Linked DNA regions of Bombyx mori: region 2 is linked to region 1. A link is a contact called in public Hi-C data. All regions are on one chromosome and are shown on one strand. Each heading gives the region's core, a stretch centred on a gene start, on an enhancer-like site or on the middle of the called end of the contact. The rest is flanking DNA. Distances are from core to core; before and after follow the strand shown. Region 1 overlaps LOC101741035. Region 2 holds the start of LOC105842586.

Region 1 (7,355 bases), core at 1,834-4,333:
CTTCAATTGCAGTCACTGTCTGTGTTTGTTCTTTCTTGCATGTGTTTGATAACACAAGAGGAAAAATATAGGCATTGAGTGTGCCGCATTTTCTTTTACACTATTTTTTACATGACAGTGTCTATATTAAGGCAATCTCTGCTGCATATAAATGCATTTATTAGTTTGTAATGTATTGAGTCTGCTCTTGAAAATTAATATTGGTGTTAGAATATTTATAGTTTTAATACACATATAAGATTACGAATCCTCAAGTTCTTCGGGCACATCATTTGTAATGAGGACTCCATTGAGCGGTTGGTGGTGCAAGGGAAAGTCGAGGGCAAAAGATCTCGCGGACGATCTCCAACACGATGGACCGACCTCATAAAATCTGTGACTCACTCCAACATAAATGTTTGCTCTCACTCTGCGAAACATCGTGCCACATGGCGTCGCATCGCGAGAGCATCGGTATCGCAGGATCCGACTGATGCATGACCACGACCACTCTGTCAAGAGTGTATGAATAGGAAGAATAAGATTAACATTATTTATTTTCTCATAATTATTACTGAAAGCAAGCTGCATTATGTGATTGTCACTAAATATATCATGTAATACTAGTCTTAAAATGAACATTCATAACTAAAATATAATTTTCATAATATTACGGGAAAGGTTTTTAAAATATTGATGGCTATGTTTAATGGAATACATTTTATTAAAATATACATTAAAATTAATGGTAATAAACCATAATCTTTTTAAAAATAATAATGTGTATACAATACTCTTTACATGTAATTAGATGACCATCAGCAGCTTTGTAATTATTGTAGTATCAAGAGATAATAGTGTGGATGCATGGAAGTAACATCATATTTGTGAAAATTTGCAAATGTCCCTATGTTATCAGGACGAGAGGCGGAAAGGTCTACATCTGAATTCATTTCATTACTCTGAATGTGAACAGCTGTGCGAAAAAGTTCATGAAACTTTAAATATTCAATCAAAATAGTCTGTCCGGATACCAAGGAAAATATAAGAATGGTTTGAAAAAATTTATAATTCACATAATAGTTATTATCAAACCCTGCAAAAACTGAATTCCGCAAAAGCGAATTTTAATATACAAAGTAGATCCGACCTTTATATTCTCGTCATCAAGACAATATTATAATCGGTTACTGTATTCAAACATCTTGTCTATCGGTGGAATTTTCATAATATAATCTAGTAGTCCTGTAGTCCATGTAGTTTTTTCTGTAACAATAAAAAAAAACAAAATAATTGTAAATTGGTTTTATTTTTATTATAAAAGTGTATTGAGGCATTAGCGCGTTTAAGGATTACTTTTTTTTTGATAACGCTATCTTGTGTCTTTAAAGCGGTTAGTTGCCCTCAACTAAGAAAAATAGTATTATTATTCGCCAATAGATGTCGGGAAGAGTTGATTGTTGAAAACACGAATAGAACAACATTTTCTGAAAATAAATCGTAGCTAGATCGATTTATCGCCCCCGTAATCCCCTGTATACTAAATTTTATGAAAATGGTTGGAGCCGTTACCGAGATTTAGATTATATATATATATACAAGAATTGCTCGTTTTAAGGTATAAGATAAGATACATTTTTTTATATTGCTTAGACGGGTGAACTATCTCACTGCGCACTTGGTTTTAAGTCGAGGAGTGAAAGGTTATTTGGTTTATGTGACATTTTCGCAACTCTACAGAAGATATATTTATAGCTTAGAATTTGGATAAAAAATCATAACACAAAAATCTTCGGCTATTTGAATGGAGTTAAACTTCATTGAAGTTCAATTAAAAACATCGAATTGTTGATGCTAATTAATACCAAATAAAACGGAGCTTTAATTACAAAAATAAATGTTAAGTGTTAAGCGAAATGTCGCTTAAACCGCCTTTCACCCCTTGAAGTGATTGGTGTGTTCCATAGACACCAACAACGGCAATGTTCCCACCCACCTTGAAGCATGAGGTCTTCGTCTCAATTTGCTAACGGTTATTCCACCGAATGAACCGGAATGCATTGCTGCTTCGCAACAGAAATAGGCGAGGTGGTGGTTGTTGCTCACACCAGTGCTACTACCAAACGGATAATTCAGCGAACGTCCCTCCAATATCTTAAATTACTAAATAAAAGAAGGTACTTTCAAAATTCGATATTCCAATCGGCAGTTGGACTTTTTGGCGGGAACGCGAGGAGTAAAGTGTGATTTATTTTATTTTGTCTAATTAGTGTTTCTTCAGGTTTAAATTTGTAATAATGGTGGTTTGATAACTATTTAATATCTGTGAAAGTGCACAAATGTGGGAAAATGAAACAAAGCCGCTGAACGTAATTTCTCGGGATCCTCCAAAAAGTCCACTGAAAAAATCTCAGTAAATGGCCACCATTTTATTTATGAGTTATATTTCATCCCATATCATCTCTTCTCATTTTATCTCATTTCATCTCAGTTGATTAATGTCTCAAATTAATCATCTTCATTTCATTTCATTTCACTCCATATTATAATTTTTCATAAAAATAAAAATATAAATTAAAATAAGACATGACCCAAAAGTCTTAGTTACCAGGTCATAAAATGCCTTAAATAACCAATCGCAGTGATGGAGTGAACAAGTGTTTTTTTTCCCTACTTATTCGCTTAATTGTGAAAAAATGCCATAATGAGGATCTTACCTATCATGCAAATAGAATATTGCGGGGTATCGCATGCGAGACCGTACACTAAAGCTGAGAGATGATTTTGCCTGTCCAAATTCAAGCAAGGCGCGTCCATCGTGAATTCTGTGTCAAGCCACGGCGGCATCTAAAGACAGTATAAAAAATTGACAAAACAATTAAATATTGTTTCAAATTTAAACTGAACTCATTTTCAAACTGTTAAAACAAAATAACTTCTTGAAATAATAAATAACGTTATGTAGTTAATTTAGAAATAACAATTATTACATATTTTTAGAGATTTTTGTTTTGAAAGATTTTGGCGCCATTTTCATATCGGACATAGATTATACAGACTTTTATACTGGCGTTGTACATTTTTATCTAAATTAAGTAGGTAGGTAGTTTTTACTGGTGGTAGGACTTCTTGTGAGTCCGCACGGGTAGGTACCACCACCCTGCCTATTTCTGCCGTGAAGCAGTAATGCGTTTCGGTTTGAAGGGTAGGGTAGCCGTCGAAACTATACTGAGACCTTACAACTTATATCTCAAGGTGGGTGGCACATTTAGTAGATGTCTATGGGCTCCAGTAACCACTTAACACCAGGTGGGCTGTGAGCTCGTCCACCGATCTAAGCAATAAAAAAAAGGTAGGTAAAGATTTTATTCTTAAATGTGCTTACAAACAATCCGATATTATCCGCAAACGATTTTGGATCCGGCAATCGTTTTCCGTTACTGGGGTTATACCAGGCATATGTTACTGCGTCTGTTGCAATGTCTTTTGTCATATTCAAATGGCCAGATACCCAAATGTGTTCCACAGCTTTAAAAAAACAATCTCAAGTAATTGATTACAGTCACTTACATTAAATCTCTTGTTTATTTAATAGCGAGTAATAGTAACTAGAATACTTTCAATTTTCTATCATAAAATTTTCTAAACATTATAAACTCTGCAATGAAAATATGAAGCTAAATTATTAACTACTCGTTCATAGATGGCAGTATATAAAATTTCTTAAAATTTCTAAACATAATTAACTCTGCAATGAAATGAAGCTAAATTATTAACTACTCGTCCATAGATGGCAGTAAATAAAATTTCTTACGGTTATTCTTATTTTCTCCCATAACTAGAAGTAATTGTATTAGAACATCATTACTTTCAACATTCGCTAAGCTTCCGTTCATTTTACGGCAATTATCAAATGCGTGCTGCCAGTAATATTTTTGTTGAACCAAAATGTAGTAATATAAGTCATCACTAGGTGGCGCTGTTCCAGTAGAAAGGTTTGTGTGTGTTTCTGAAAGAAAGATAAAACGTTTTTTTTTTATTGCGATTACCTTGACTATTTTAAAAAAAATAATTATTTTTTAAAAACTTCGGAGTTCATAATGTTCATAGCTCATAACAAGTAAGTCTCACAATTTTATTAATTAATATATTATTATTTTGTACACACAGCTGTTAGAAGAAACACGACAATAAGGATACAGAGTACAAGGGGGCACTACTTATTTCATGTTGAAATCTCTTCCAGTACGCCCGCAGAAGGAAAGAAAAATTAGGAACACAAACTTAGTGCATACAGCAAACATTACATATAATAATATATACATACATAATACAAGATACAAAACAATACATATACATAGAAATACACACACACATATATATATATATATATATATTTCGCCAAGGCTAATATTTAATCTATTCTCAATTTGACAACAGACGTCAAGAACAAAAGTTTGACAATAAATAGTATAGTAGTGTGTGTAATGTTTTCTTTATTGATTTAATGTATCTTTTAAGCATTATTTAAAAAAAATATTAGCATTGTGCACTTCTTCTCTATATTCTTTATAAGTGTGGAAAATTTCATACTCCTCCGTCCGCGCAATTTTCGTAAAAAGGGATACAAAGTTTTTGCTTCACGTATTAATATATAGATAAACTATGATTAAGAAGAACTTTGTGGTGGTATGTTCTAATTTATAAATCAGATTAAAAAGCTAGAAGAAACAGTGAACGAAGAAACGAAATGAAAAAAAAAATCAAATTAAAAAATAATGCGTAGATTCCATTTTGATTTTTAATGTGACTAGGCCAGTGTGCTTAGTGCGAGTTTCTTAACGTTCTCGATAGCGTAAAAGTTAACTCAAATTTGGATGCAGTCGGAACAGCGCCCCTAGCGGTTAACGTAGGCAAATGTTTCAACGGTGTATCGCGTTCCGACCCGGCAGGCTGGTTCTGGCCCAGCGGGGTATCCCGGAACACCAGCGGCACCGCCCGGGCGGCCTGGTAGGGCCGCCGTACCGCGGAGACCGACGTCGTTGGTCGTCGACTATCGCCTCGACGACCCGTCGGTCGGGCGTCCTCGGGGTGGCGCCGCGTGTCTGGTTGTAGTGTTGACCGCGGGAACCCCCCTACTCTGACCGGGTTCTGACCCCGGACGGAGATCGGACGTCGGGTGTAAGAGTACAGGGGAATCGTTTAGTGGGTGGGCCCTAAAATCCTTGGGCCCGCGATCTGCTCTCAACACCTGCAGATCGTTGAGTCTCACATCCCAACGTTAAAAAACTCGCACTAAGCACACTGTATGTATTACGAATAGTAAAGTTTAGTGAAAGGATTTTAGTATATATTGAGAGGTGGCTATTTGGTTAAAGTGATATTTTTGCAACTTTACCATATTATTATAAAGTATAAATTGGGAAAAAATATCCCTCGATATAATTATGCATAGTTGAGTCGTCTGTTATCAAAGGTGGCAATCTGTGCATTTGGACAAAAAAAATTTATTGATATTTCAATACAGATTGATTTGAATATAATCGTCTCCTTCAAAGAATACGGTTCAAAACCTGCATTAAATAAAGGTTAATACTTAACCTGTTATTTATCTAAGATGTCGTTCAGAAGAGTTTTGTGACTGCCAATGGAATACAAAGTCAATACATAATTCGTTTTTCTGATTTACCAATAATTATCCAAAAGTCACATTGCCGGCTTTGATAATAGTCGACTCAGTTAGCCTATGCTACAGTCGCATTAAGCACACAGTAGACTGATTTCATCATCCAAGAAGTTTCAAGCGAAAATCGGAGCCTTTATAATACAACAGCTGTCGCGCTCTTCAAATTTTTTCGCGGCAAAAATGAGCACAATGATGGTATCTACTCGTGTGAGTTTACTATTTATATGAGGAGATTCGCAGGAAAACCATGGTAACCGACATAGCCCAAAGGATTGCGACACTGAAGTGGCAGTGGGCAGGACACATTGCCAGCGGAACGAATGGCCGTTGGGGCCAGAAGGTTCTTGAGTGGCGACCGCGTACTGGAAGACGTAGCGTGGGTAGGCCTCCCACAAGGTGGGCCGACGACCTATTGAGGTTCGCGGGGATCTGCTGGATGCAGGCAGCGCAGGACCGGTCTTTGTGGCGAGGCTTGGGGGAGGCCTATGTCCAGCAGTGGACGTCCATGGGCTGATAGAATAGAATAGAGTTTACTATATGTCTTAAAGTAAATGAGTTAAGCTATGTATTTACCTTTATAACAAATAAATTGCATTTTCCGTTCGCATCTAGCTTCCAAGAATAAAGGACTCTTCGCAGAGTGTCTGTCGAGTTGAAGACAGCCGCTTTGTTTCATGTTTCTATCCCTAAAAAGAAATATATTTGTTTTTGTTTACGCTCTCTAAGACTATAGGGTTATATTTTTAAAAAAAAATTGTCTGTATAAGCAGACGAGCATACAGTCCACCTGATGGTGACTGGTTACCGTCGCCCGTAGACTTCAGCAATGCCAGGAGCAGAGTCAAGCCGCTGCCTACCGTAAAGTACTCTCTACAAGCCCCGTTTGAAGAAGGACATGTCATAGCGCTCGGGAAACACCGTGGAGGGGAGTTCATTCTAAAGCCGTATGGTACGTGGCAAAAAAGATATCTGGAAGCACACTGTGGAAATATATATAATACGTAACCTTAAATGAGCAAATCTTAATAAAATTAACACTTCTTCTTCACCTCCGCTTAATCCCACTAGGCGGGGTCGGCACAGCGAATTTTTCTATTATTCCATTTTCCTCTATCAGCCGTCATCTCAACACTCACTCCTCTCTCTCTTATATCGTCATTCAACCGCTCCATCCATGGCTTCTTCAGTCAACCTCTTCACCCTCTACCTTACACTACTATTTCCATACATCTCCTAGTCACATGCATCTCCTGTCTACGCCTCATTCCCGATCGTGCGGACAGAATGGCAAGCAGTCGACGTCGCCCAAAACACGTCATTTCGGACCCTTCCGTACCATTAACGGTGCTTTTAGGTACCTCAAGTACCGGTCATCGTTCTCGTCGAACCCGCCGCTTGTAACGAAGGGCTCGACGAGTAAATTAACCCACAGACGCAGTCCACTGAGTTTCTCGACGGATCTTCTTAGTGGGTCGCATTTCCGATCCGACCGTAGATTCTACGAAGCACTGCTCTTGCTAGGGCTAATGTTAGGACCATCTATCCTCAGGTTAGAGCCGTTGAGTGCCAGTGAGCCAGTGAGTTCACCTTCTCACCCGATTACACTGAAATAGCCCCCTAAGCTCCCAGCTTAGGTAGGAAAAAACCCAACAAATCGTTAAGGAGGTGGTATGCCTTGCAAGACAAATCG
Region 2 (7,047 bases), core at 1,646-4,145, 51 kb after region 1:
TTTTCTATTTCAGATATGGAAAGCGGCAAATGCACATAGCCGATGCGTCGGTCATTTTCCGGGAAAGCCCGTTCTTCGAGCACAGCCTCAACGAAGACGGCCTTCTCAAGAAATTCGGTTATAAATAAAAAGAAAACTAACTAAAACATCAAAGCTTGACGAATAAAAATGTAACTCAAATACAATTTATTTAACGCATTGCGCTTACCACCAATAATCCGATGACATTAAACATTTATTATTTATGTTGTTAAATAAGAAAAAAACATTCTAGTCAATTTAAATAATTATCCGTCTTTAATTCTAGTCAATTATTGTGTCGTTATTTACTTGTTAGAAAAAAAATAACCTAAACCGATTCAAAGGCTGGGAATGTTTCGTTTAGGTTATTTTAGCGGTTCCATTACTAGTAGGTTTCAACAGCTATAAATGTGAGACTATATAATATTAATCTAAAATACAGAATTATTCCTCGGCTGAATTGTTTTAATTCCTTGACCAAATACTACTTTGAAATAAAAAAATTACTCTTGCAGTGACCTGGCGCTTGCCCCCGCCATTTTTATTACAAACACAATAAAACCTTAAAAGATTTTTTTTTTATTTACATTACCAGAGATAATTCTACAAAATGTTGTCACACGAAGCTGATAAGGTTTCGATCTAAGAACCTAGTGGGATAAGGTGGAGACAAAGACGAAGAACAATAATTTATATTAACAAAATAACTTAGCAAAAATAGTAATAGTTTTTTACTGGTGGTAAGACCTCTTGTGAATCCGAACGGGTAGGTACCACCGCCCTGCCTATTTCTGCCGTGAAGCAGTAATGCGTTTCGGTTTGAAGGGTGGGGCTGCCATTGTAACTATACTTGAGACCTTAGAATATATATCTCCAGGTGGGTGGCGCATTTACGTTGTGGATGTCTATGAGCTCCAGTAATCACTTAACACCAGGTGGGCTGTGAGCTTGTCCACACATCTAAGCAATAAAAAAATATAGTAAGCACTCTAGTGAAATGTTTAACCAATACCACTGTAGTTGTCACTAAACACGCAGACTACAAAGTAACTGTATTACTTAAAGTAACATTCATTGTCTCTGACAGGCGAAAATTAAATGGTTTCTAATATAATCACTTAACACCAGGTGGGCTGTGAGCTCGTCCATCCATCTAAGCAATAAAAAAAATATAACTTTATTAAAGTCAGTCAATATACCTAAGTCAGTCAGTCAATATAAGTCATCGTATAATATTAGGTCGGATCAAAGACAGCAGATAGCAGCCATATTTACAAAAAAAAAATTATTGCTTAGATGGGTGGAAGAGCTCACAGCCCACCTGGTGTTAAGTGGTTACCGGAGCCCATAGACATCCACAACGTAAACGCGCCACCCACCTTGAGATACAAGTTCTATGGTCTCAAGTAATTTTCGAGGGGTCCCTATGTAAAAATACTTAAATACTATATAATATTCGTTACATAATAAAAACACGTAGTACAGAACATTTAAAATACGAATTCAAAATGACAACAGTACCGAATCTTAACATTTCATTCGATGTGGAGAGTATTAAGCGGTAGGCAGCGGCTTGGCTCTGCCCTTGGCATTGCTGAAGTCCATGGGCGACGGTAACCACTCACCATCAGGTGGGCCGTATGCTCGTCTGCCTAAAAAGGCAATAAAAAAAATAAAAAAATTAAATTCACGATGTTGATTCATCTTAAGTACTTTATTAACAAATCGGAATAATCGAACCATGTACAGGGTGTCTCGGAAAGAATGGACCATCCTGAAACACCTCTTAATAGAGCTATTGGGGACTCAAAATAAAAAAATATATATATTTGTTAGGTAGTACGCAGGAAAAATACCAAATTTCATGATTACAATTTAAGTTCAGGATTAACTTTTATAAAAAATTACACTAGCGTGACTAGCTACACATACGATTTCCTGTATATTCCTTAGTATATAGTCCATGTAGAATATTATAACACCAAAAAGCCTATTCATTTATTTGTAACTGTTGTATATTGCAGAAACGCAGAGCAGTAGGGAAAATATCAACTTTTTTTTACAATATCTAGTTTGGGTACTACCTGAGATTTTTTTTTTAATTTTTGTCCGATATTTCTACTATGAGGTGTTTCAGGATTATCCATTCTTTCCGGAACACCCTGTATACATGTATACGAGCGCAACCAATACCATAATAATTACACAATCGATGCAGGGTAAGTCGGGGTAGATAAATATATCCTCCCTCTCCCCGTCGGGGTGAAGGAAGCACTTAGTACCTATCTATTACTATGTAGGTGTCTGTCCCAGACGATGCTTATCGATTTATTGTTCTATATGACCGCTGGAATGCATTTTCCAACCCTTGTATGCTCATAAGACAACCTAGTCGGTAAAAGTAGTTAATAACGTTCTCCAAAAATTTCATCTATGACGCATGACAAAAACTTAGTTGAAAAATTCAAATTTAATTTGTATGACAAACACGTGTTTCGTATATATATATAATTTAAGTATGTTTACATGTCTGTATAAATAGAAACACGATCAGAAAATCGAATAAGTATTGCGCGCGCATTCCGTGTCACAAAATGGCGGAGCAGTTCACCAAAAATACTATTCTGTATCTGATATCGGAACAGATACTGCAAGAATAGGTAGCGAAATTTATTAGATAAAAAAGACATGTTTTATTCAATTTTTTTGTAAGATTATTCGTGTTTTATGAAACTAAATGTAATTACTTAAGGTGCTAGCTACCAGCTCAGGTTTAAAAGTGCATTAGAAAATCTAATTACATCTCTACCCTTCTAAGAACTTAACGTCCCAACTACTGTGGTATACAAAGAAGTTAAAAGTCAATCGTAGTTTATAATGGATATTCTGTAATAGTAAAAATATAAACGATTAACATCTATATTATTTTCCATCAAACATAATACTAGTGCGTATATTTTGTCTAATCTGATACTAGGATACATTCCTAACGTCACTAGATACATCCATTTCATGAAACTTTCCAGTGTTTATTGAGGGAAGCACAGAGTGTTCAATTTACATCGAAAAAACCGCTTAAAATAAAAAAGAGTCATAACCATTTGAACGTTATTACAATCAAAAATAGATTTTTATCTTATGTTTTTTATCTGTTGAATTAACAAAATGCACATATTGAATTAGATATATAGTAGTGACAATATGGTATAAGTGTTTTCATCTGATTTTCCCGCAGCCTTCTTCGGAAAGGGTAAGTTTGATCGGAAGATTTTAAGCTCTTTGCATTCATCACCTATTGATAATGTTGCCGATATTCAAATTTAATTATGTAGTAATAAAAAATGAATAAAAAAAAACAGCTATTACACTACATAGTGCCTGGTTAAGATGTTTATACGCAATATTTATTACAATTAAAACCGGCTCGTATAAGCGCCTTCGGCAGACATATCGCTTATTTCATCTTCTTAATCGGTTCCTAATATGCAACATATTTATTAAGTTCGGATAATTGTACTAATTAAAAATTTATATATTGCATATTTTTAAGGCAGTCACAGCTCTAGATCAATCACTCAATTTGCTGTATGTCAATAGCCTAGGTCGCTAGGTTGCTCATAGCCCGCAGTATTCCATACGCTTGTATACGCTGCAATGAATTAAGTACCAATCTAAATTAAAAGGATTTGTTTTAATGACTAACTAATAGAATACTTAAAAAAAAGTCAGATTAATGCACCGCGCAGATTATTGTTTTTATTTAATAATATTTTGACATTCAACAAATTGCTGTTTTGACGGGAAAAAAAAATGTTTTTTTCTATTGTGAATTTTTTCAAAGTTTAATTTAATTTTAATTATTGTAAGTCGATAAGACATTGAAAACTAACATTAGAGCAAATATTATGTTAATGATAAAATATAAAGTAACAAGAAAATGATAATTATCATAAAAGTGATTAAAAAAAAAACTCACATGTACATCAAGCAAAATCATTTATCATGTCTACAAACGTTAACAAATTTCTGGCGTCCATTTTGTTTTTCATTTTTTTTTTTTGAAATATCGCCATCTATTGGTGAGTAGCTGTACTAAAATGTGTCCAAATGTACTAAACATTCTTCTCAGCGAGTTGCGACTCCGATGCTGGTAGTAGATGCATTCGCGAAGCACTTGTCTTTGAGTTGTCAGATCTTCGGAGCGCCTCCGTCTCGGACAACTCTTAGCAAATCCCAATAAATCTCTATAGCTCAGCCCGTGCTCGCCAACCTTCTCTGCAGTTTGTTTTTTTTGTTGCTTGGATGGGTGGACGAGCTCCCAGCCCACCTGGTGTTAAGTGGTTACTGGAGCCCATAGACATCTACAACGTAAATGCGCCACCCACCTTGAGATATAAGTTCTAAGGTCTCAAGTATAGTTACAACGGCTGCCCCACCCTTCAAACCGAAACGCATTATTGCTTCACGGCAGAAACAGGCAGGGTGGTGGTATCTACCCGCGCGAACTCACAAAAGGTCCTATCACCAGTAAAAAAAGGCTATTTCAGCTTCACCCTAACACGTAGGTGAGCTTACGGGACTCAAACCGGAAGTATTGCTAACACTGGCCCTATAAAGAGCAGTGCTTCGCAGAATCTACCAACGGCTCAGAAACGCGACTCACTGAGAAGATCCGGCGAGAAACTCAGTGGGCTGTGTCTATGGGTTAATTCACTCGTCGAGCCCTTCGTCGCAAGCGACGGGTTCGGCGAGGACAGTGACCGGTGCTTGTGGTACCTAAAAGTGGTACCTAATCCGTAACGACGTGTTTAGGGCGACGTCGACTATTTACCATTCAGTCTACAGGATCGTATATGTAATTCCCTGCGGCCACGACAAGAGGGTTTTCATGTCGTACCGTGCCACCTTTTCAAAGTGTAGATTCAACGAACATCGACGCAGACTGTAAATATTTACTGATGGGCTGTAAGTCCAGGTCGTCATGGAGGTCGACGTTCCTGACGAAGCACGGGGCTCTGACGGCTATCCTGCAAAAACGGGATTGTATGACTTGGAATGACTTTAGGTGAGTGCGGGCCGCGTGAGCGAACACTACACTTGCATAGGTCATGACGGGGCGTATGCAAGTTTTGTAGAGTGTCACCTTATTTCTAAGGGACATTTTACTTCGGCTGCATATCATCGGGTAGAGACGTCCTAGTATGAAGGCGACACGGTCGCGTACCGTCTTTATATGGGGGCGGAATGTCATCTTTTTGTCGAGGGTGACGCCTAAGTATTTGACAACGAAGCGCTGCTCTGGCTAGGGCATACATTAGTAGTCTCCCTAGCTGATCTCTCTCCGCTACTCGTCTGGTAAAGCTAATATGACCCCTCAAGGTTACTAGCATTAAAACTACGAATGATCGTTTTGTTTAATAAAGCTCCATTGCTTATCGTAAACGCGAAACCGGTAGTGAACCGACACGATGCCGGCCACAGAACTGGGAGGGACTCTTTGTGGAGGGCTGCGCGTGACGATTCAGCGACGATTGAGGTACAACGTATGAGTGTTTTAAAGGAACAATGGCGCCAACCAAGTTCGGGCTGTTCAAGGGAAGGAGCCGCGACAACCAGGAGCAGCCCTCGACGGAAAACCTCCTCCAGTCAAGCCAGAGCACCGAGCGAGGTAAGGTCTATGTATGTTTCTTTGTTGCATTATGATTTTATGGAGGTCTGGTGGTAAGTGGTTACTGGAATCTTAAGACATCCACAACGTAAATGCCACCCACCTCGAGACATGAGTTTGAAATCTCTGTTTTGGCACACAACGGCTGCGTTTCACTCGTCAAACTGAAACGCATTACTGCTTCACGGTAGATATAGGCAGGGTGGTGGTACATACCCGTGTTAACTGAGAGTCATCACAACGGGGGACCTCAGTTTTTATTACTTAACGACTGGGCCACCCTTCTCTAACTTAAAGAATGTTGTTTGAAGCATGCAGTCTGTCGCATTATTCACGCCATCTCGATCGCATTATAATAAGAAGACACGCTGTGTCGATGCCACACTATATGGGATAAGGGTAAGAAGAAAAATAGACTGGCCTGACTTTCAAACCGAAATAGCCGGTTTCACGGCACAAATACACGGAATAGTGGTACCACAATAGAACCTATTCTGCCAGTAAGCTCCTCCTCCTTGCGTTAATGATCTTTACTGCTGAAGGTCGTGACCTCGTGAAGCTTTCTTGGGAAAATACACATGGTGCAGTTCCGCGTCTTTTCACGGCAGTGCTTTTGGAAGAGATTTAGTTCTCCGAAGCCGCTGAAGTCTTATTTGGCTAATCAACCGCCACCCGACATTCTACGTTCAGTGTTTTACGGTGGACAGGTCAAACTCCATCTCAACCCTCCCCTTTTCTCATCCGGGCTTGAGACCGGCATTAGCAGTAAGCACACCCATTTTTTTTTCCTACCTAAGCTGATAGCATTGAGAGGCTATATCAGCGTAACCTTAACTAGTAGGTGAGCTCACGGGGTTCAAACCTGACGACGTTGCTAACACGAACCCTAGCAAGAGCCGTGCTTCGCAGAATCTACCACGGGATCGGAAACGCGACCCACTGAGAAGATCCGGCGAGAAACTCAGTGGGCTGTCTCTGAGGGTTAATTTACTCGTCGAGCCCTTCATCGCATGCGACGGGTTCGACGAAAACGATGACTGGGCACCCAATTAATTTAATCATTTACGCGCACAGTACAGACGCCTGACTCGCCAATACCGTCGACCAGTAAGGGCATAACCGTCGACAGTGCCTTCGCCGAGCTGTCCATGCTTAATCTGGACAGCGATGATGAGGTGAGCATAAGCCCTTCTCATGTTATTGTTATGCCGGTACAGGTGAGTCCATCTTTTTTTTTTTTATTGCTTAGATAGGTGGACGAGCTCACGGCCCACCTGGTTTTAAGTGGTTACTGGAGCCCATAGACATCTACGACCTAAATGCGCCACCCACCTTGAGATATCAGTTCTAAGGTCTCA

The links. Hi-C and Micro-C count contacts between places; a contact is called where the count stands out from the background.
Region 2: a contact with region 1 is called in a Hi-C map of middle silk gland, with 2.0 times the contacts expected there. The contact joins the promoter of LOC105842586 here to the enhancer-like site in region 1. A contact is called at or near these places in 3 of 7 Hi-C or Micro-C datasets (middle silk gland, posterior silk gland and whole pupa).

The regions. Positions count from the first base shown.
Region 1 is chr2:6,957,753-6,965,107 of ASM3026992v2, forward strand. It overlaps LOC101741035, which reads right to left. Exons shown (of 13, transcript XM_038017119.2): 9 at 6,239-6,351; 10 at 3,794-3,988; 11 at 3,365-3,507; 12 at 2,697-2,826; 13 at 681-1,245. The coding sequence ends at 1,157. Among protein-coding and RNA genes, the nearest start is that of LOC101736637, 11 kb to the left of the region's middle. Within about 2 kb of position 3,084, at least 1 of the 8 cell types and tissues checked has open chromatin away from gene starts, as enhancers often do.
Region 2 is chr2:7,008,931-7,015,977 of ASM3026992v2, forward strand. It overlaps LOC105842586, which reads left to right and starts at 2,896. Exons shown (of 6, transcript XM_012696460.4): 1 at 2,896-3,271; 2 at 5,582-5,689; 3 at 6,764-6,864. The coding sequence starts at 5,587. It overlaps NPF2 (neuropeptide F 2), which reads left to right. Exons shown (of 3, transcript NM_001130889.2): 3 at 14-234. The coding sequence ends at 128.